Linked DNA regions of Canis lupus: region 2 is linked to region 1. A link is a contact called in public Hi-C data. All regions are on one chromosome and are shown on one strand. The core of a region is the stretch at or near the end of the contact, and the rest is flanking DNA. Distances in the headings are between cores, read along the strand shown.

Region 1 (2,587 bases), core at 45-2,544:
CTCCGAAGACTGAGAGGAGGCGAGTGCTGTCAACAAAAACTTAGTCCTTCGGCGGAGCGGGGAGAGCGCTGGAGGGGAGCACAAGCGCCAACTTTGGCTCCAAACGAAGCAGCTCCGGGAGGCTGGGCAAGTCTTCTCCCGAACCGCACTCCACACGCGCCCCCAACACCTTTCCCGGCCAGTAGCGTCTGCCGCCCACCCGGCCCCCTGAGGGAAACCCAGCAAGGGCGGCGGCCGGCAGCACGCAAGGGGGCTTGGCCGTGGGAGGACACCCGCACCGGGGGCGCCAGCCAACGTCCACCCAGCACCCCGGGGTCTCCGGGGCGGCCCCGCCGAGGCGCTTCCCCACCAACAGCCCCCGCGGCGCGGCCCCCTCCCCCCCTCTGGGCGGCGACCTCAGCGCCTCCGCCCCCGGGCCCCCGCGCCCCCGCTCACCCAGGTAGCGGCTCCGCAGCCGGGACGGGTCCTCCAGCCCGAGGGACCTTTTCCTCACGTCCCACAACAGGTGTGGGCAGGAGCCACCCCGAGACATGGCTCTGCCGGGCCGGGGTAGAAGGGGAGACCACCGCGTGGGGGAGGGGAGAAGGGGGAGGGGACACCGCGGATCAACACCCGAGCCGCACCGGCACCATCCGCGCGCCGGGCCTCGCGGGCGCTGCGAGTTAGATGGCGGCGGCGCCCTCGCCCCCGAAGCCCGGCCGCGCCCGGGCCGGAGCTCGCCTCATACTCTCCTTCTCAGACTACCCAGAACATCCAGAGATCAGCAACAGTCCCCTCCCTCGGCCCCCCTCCGACAGGAGGAGGAGGAGGCGGAGGCGGCCGCGACTCCTCCCTCTCCTCGTTCTCGACACCCTCCCTTCCAAGCGCTTCTCGCGAGATGACGACCACCCCCGGGGCTGACGCTCGTCTGCGCCACGGCTGACGAGCAGAACCCTAGGAAAGTGGGTTCTGTAGCTAACTCCTTGATTCTCTACGGATAAGTGAGGCATAGAGAGAGGAGGAGCTGAGATGTGAGGTCTCTCAGTCACAAGGCTCATTCCAAGGGAAGCAAGAGCGTTGTGCGGCGTCATCTTTAGTTGGGGCACTGAAGGCCCGGAAAGCCCATTTTAACTGCGGGCTGTCTTAAAGCGGAGGGGGATTAGAGCCCGTGCAGCTTCACTTTCCCTTCTCCAACATGGCCTCGAGGGCAGGAAGGAGAAATTGGAGGTTCGCGCTGGACCCCGCCCGCACCACGAGGCGGGCCAATCACCGTGGGGCGGCCGTGCTTGCGCAGGCGCGCTGCCGCCGGGGCGCCGGGTTGGCGTGGGGAGGCAGTCCTCCAGGCACCTGTTGCCATGACTCCTCCTCCTCCTGGGCAGCGGGAGTGAAGGAGGCGGGCCCGGGGCGGGCCGTCGCTGTATCTCCGCCCCCTCAGTGCTTTCCTGGGTTCTCGCCACCCCTGTGGTTCGCAGGGGGCAGCCTGAGCCGCGGGAAGGGCAACCTCGGAGAGAGGAGGACGCTAGGCGCTGTGGCAGGAGAAAGTGACGAGTGCCCTTCGTTGTCATCCAGGGAGCAGCACGCGGCCGCTCTCCCTCTCGACCGCCCACGACCACTCGTCCGCAGAGATGTCAGCCGCTGGCGCCCGGGGCCTTCGGGCCACCTACCACCGGGTCCTGGATAAAGTGGAGCTCCTGCTGCCGGAGAAATTGAGGCCGCTGTACAACCACCCGGCAGGTAACAGACCCGGAATAGCTCTCAGCGAGACCTTCACTCCCCCCCCCTCGTCGGAAATAGACCTTTAGCGGCCACGGACAACTCCGCCGCTGGAGGTATCGCCCGCAGCCCCAACTACTTCCCTTCAAGCGAGCCCGGTCTCACTTTCCCGTCCTCCCTGCTTTTCACTTTATCTCCTCCAACATCTCTCGTTAAACCTGAGATTATCGATTCTGTGCCCTTCGCGACCTTTGCTGCACCCCATCCCTTAGGCACGACCCACACCCCGGCCCGGGCCTCTGGGTTTGAGCCTTCTCGCTTCCCGCGGCCACAGATCGGCCTGGGCCCCCACGAGATTCTCATTCTCTCCCCTTATCCTCCACGAGTACTGGTGTATATTGATCCACGCGGATCTTGTCGCACCGGTTTGGAGTAAAGGTCACACTTCCCTCAGCTCCAGCTGGCCGAGGCCTGCAGATGCGTTACCCGGGTTTCCGAGTCAGTGTCATACCTAGTCCCATAGATCCAGTTTGTTGAAGGCTGTCCTTTCTGACTGATTCTCCCTAGACTTTTTCATGTGGGCAGACCCGGATTTAATTCTGTTGTGCCTCTTACTATGTAGCTGTGACCTTGGGCGAAATCCTAGATAGTTTAGTCCCTGTAAAATCTGCTCAGTGTGAGAATTAAAGATAACATGCGTTTGAGTCTTCATAAATGCCTAACAAGTGTTAGCTCTCACTTGTCCTGCTGGAAAACACTGTTCTTGTGGCTGAAAAAAAAAAATAGTATAAGAAACTGGAAGATCCCAATCCTTCCAACTCTTCAAGACCTAGAGTTTTGTTACCTCTTCTATAAAACGGGCGGTAATATTACTTGGCTGGTAACTAAAACCCGA
Region 2 (2,587 bases), core at 47-2,546, 200 kb after region 1:
AAAGAAAGGTCATTTAGAAAAAAAAAAAAAAAGGAAAAATGAGCTTTTTAATGTCTGGTGTCTTGTCAAACCGTGGTGACTCTGTCTGGAATCATTAGGGATTTGACCAAATTCTTTTTAAGCCCGGTCATTTCAGTGCTATTCCCAGTGCAACCCAGAAGTAATGCAGATGTACTGTCGGTATGGGTGCTCGGCGGCTAGAGGCGAGACCCAGGAGATTGCAGGACTCCTCGATCCCGGAGGCTTACAAAATGCACTGGAGAGCATTCGAAATGGAGTTTACAGGCTCAAAGAGGACGTGCGTTTAGAACGAGGACACAAGCCAACAAAGGCCCTGCGAAAGCAAACCCTGCGACCTTCCTTCCTCCGCCGCCTTCCTGAGGTGGGAAAGGTCGGGAACCCCGGGTTCCCGAACCGGAATCCAGCGGGCCGGGGCACCCCCGGGGCACAGGCGGGGAAGGCGGGCGACCCCGCGCAGGCTCCAGGCAGCCACCCGGCAGCGCCCCCAGGAGGGAGCAAGGTGGGGAGCTCGCCCCTCCTCCCGCACACGCAGGGACCGGGAAGAAGGAAAACCAGGCGCTCCCCAACCGCGCGCGCCCTCCAGGCCCCGGAGCGCGCAGGCCGCGCCCCCTCCCCGCCTCGGCGGCCGCCGCGAGGAGGAGGAGGAGGGGGAGGGCGCCGGCCCCGGGAGGCCCCGCCGCCCCGCCGCCCCGGCCGCGGCGTCCGCATCACTCACACAGCCCGAGCACCGCCGCCAGCACCAGCCACGGCCAGCGCCTGCGGGCTGCGGCTGCAAGCACGGCCGCGGCTCCCGCGAGTGCTGCCATCGTCCTCCCAACGCCGCCGCCGCCGCCGCCGCCGCCGCGCCTCTGGGCCGCCGGCCCCACTGCACCCCGCTCGGCTCGCGGGAGGAACCTCGGCCTCGCTGCTGCAGCCGCCCGCGCCCGCGCCCGCGCCCGCGCCCGCGCCCGCTGGCACCTCCACGCCGCGCTCCCCGCCGCTGGCCCCCGCGGCAGTCCCCGCCCCGCGCCCGCGCCCGCCCCCGCGGCCCGCTCATTGGCCCGCCCCGCGGCCTCGGGAGGACGCCATTGGAGGACGCCGCCTGTCCATCACCCCCCGTCCGGAGGGCCCGGCCCCCCGGTCCCACCCAGGCTCCTTCTCCGGGCGCTGGAGGCCGGGGTCTCCCGAGGGCTGGGCTCCTGCCGCCGGGCGCTCTGCCCGCCTGGGGGTCCGCCTGTCCCGCGGACCGGCCGCCGTCTCCTCTGCCTCGGAGGTCCAGTCCCGCAGATCCCTCCATAGTCCCTCCTCTTTGCCGGCTCCGTTCTCGCCTCGGTGTCAGCCCTTCTAGGTTTCTCGGAGCCTCACCTAAAGAAAAAGCAGCGCTCCCTTTACAAAGGGGGAAAAAAAAAAAAATGAGAATGACGATGGGATGATTCAGTCGTCCACATGGAACACATCTCCCGCCTTGCCGCTTGCAAGGCTTGTCCTTCGCCTGGACTAGGTAATTTATGTGTTGCAATTTGAGAAATCAGCCAGCTTGAAATGAAGTCTCCATCTTGCCCCAATCTCCTTTTAGGAGTGAGTCCTTTTTTCGGCTTAAGAAAGGCTGGACTGGGGCCTCTTACCTACTACCTGGAACACAAATGAATGTGCTTTTTAGTTTGTTTTGCTTTTGCGGACAAAATGTCCCTTGATGTGTCGATTAAAATTGGAATGGGAAATTCCTGGTCCTGAAGTGCCTTGGCTGACTCTGCTCAGCTTGGCTACCTGGGCCCAGAGTGTGTCCCCTGCTCACTCACTGGTTGCCCGGTGAATGCTGAAGAGGGTTTGGAAGTGTCCTTATGAGAACACCCTGCAAAAGGCACACCAGGGGGAGGGACAGGATGAGAGCGAGCGAAGAAAGGGAAAAATCCAGGTGGGAGGCCGGTAGAGTCAAGGAAGGAACAAAATGTAGACCATTTGGACAAGAGTAGGGGAAGAGTCTGGAGAACACCCAAATGTAACCCTCTCATTTCAGGGTTCTGTCTGAAGTCAATTTTAGACAAATTGATATTTTTGCTGTTTTAGCCTACTAGCCTCGTAAGCAAACTCTTAATCATTAGGAGTAGGGAGAGAAAATGAAAAAAGCATGACAACCATTGTGCCCTATTTTTCTCAGCAAGATCCTTAAGAAATGTGCCTGGAATGTATCATAGGTTGGATAGAATACAAAGTGTTAAGTGACTACTATGTGTTATAGATGTAGAACACCTAGACTTTTCTCTAAAGAAGCACATAATCTACCGCTGTAGACAAACAGGTGCTAAATTTTTTAAAATCCTTGAAGAGAAGGGCAAATAAAGGTAAAACCCAAGACCAACAAGGACATTAGCTCTCAAAGTCCCATGTAATGCTACAAGTTTCTCTGACTGATATACCTCCAACACACATACCTTCCTCTTCTGAGAGCCCCTGGCCCAATTGGTGTGTGGGAAAGATGCACAAAGGATGTAGAATTTGAGGTGGTCTTTCTTTTTTTAAAAAAGATTTCCAAAAAATTTCAGTAAGAGAGCAACAGGACTGAGTATCAATTGGGTGGGAAGTCTGA

The links. A called contact is a pair of places that touch in the nucleus more often than the background predicts.
Region 2: a Hi-C map of blood shows a contact between it and region 1, with 2.7 times the contacts expected there. The contact joins the promoter of MPZL1 here to the promoter of MPC2 in region 1. A contact is called at or near these places in 2 of 9 Hi-C or Micro-C datasets (amygdala and blood).

What each region holds. Positions count from the first base shown.
Region 1 is chr7:30,471,089-30,473,675 of UU_Cfam_GSD_1.0, forward strand. MPC2 (mitochondrial pyruvate carrier 2) reads left to right here and starts at 1,295. Exons shown (of 5, transcript XM_038542635.1): 1 at 1,295-1,713. The coding sequence starts at 1,605. It overlaps DCAF6 (DDB1- and CUL4-associated factor 6), which reads right to left and starts at 827. Exons shown (of 23, transcript XM_038542619.1): 1 at 436-827. The coding sequence starts at 532.
Region 2 is chr7:30,668,591-30,671,177 of UU_Cfam_GSD_1.0, forward strand. MPZL1 (myelin protein zero-like protein 1) reads right to left here and starts at 1,297. Exons shown (of 7, transcript XM_038541800.1): 1 at 1,148-1,297; 2 at 737-1,073. The coding sequence starts at 1,297.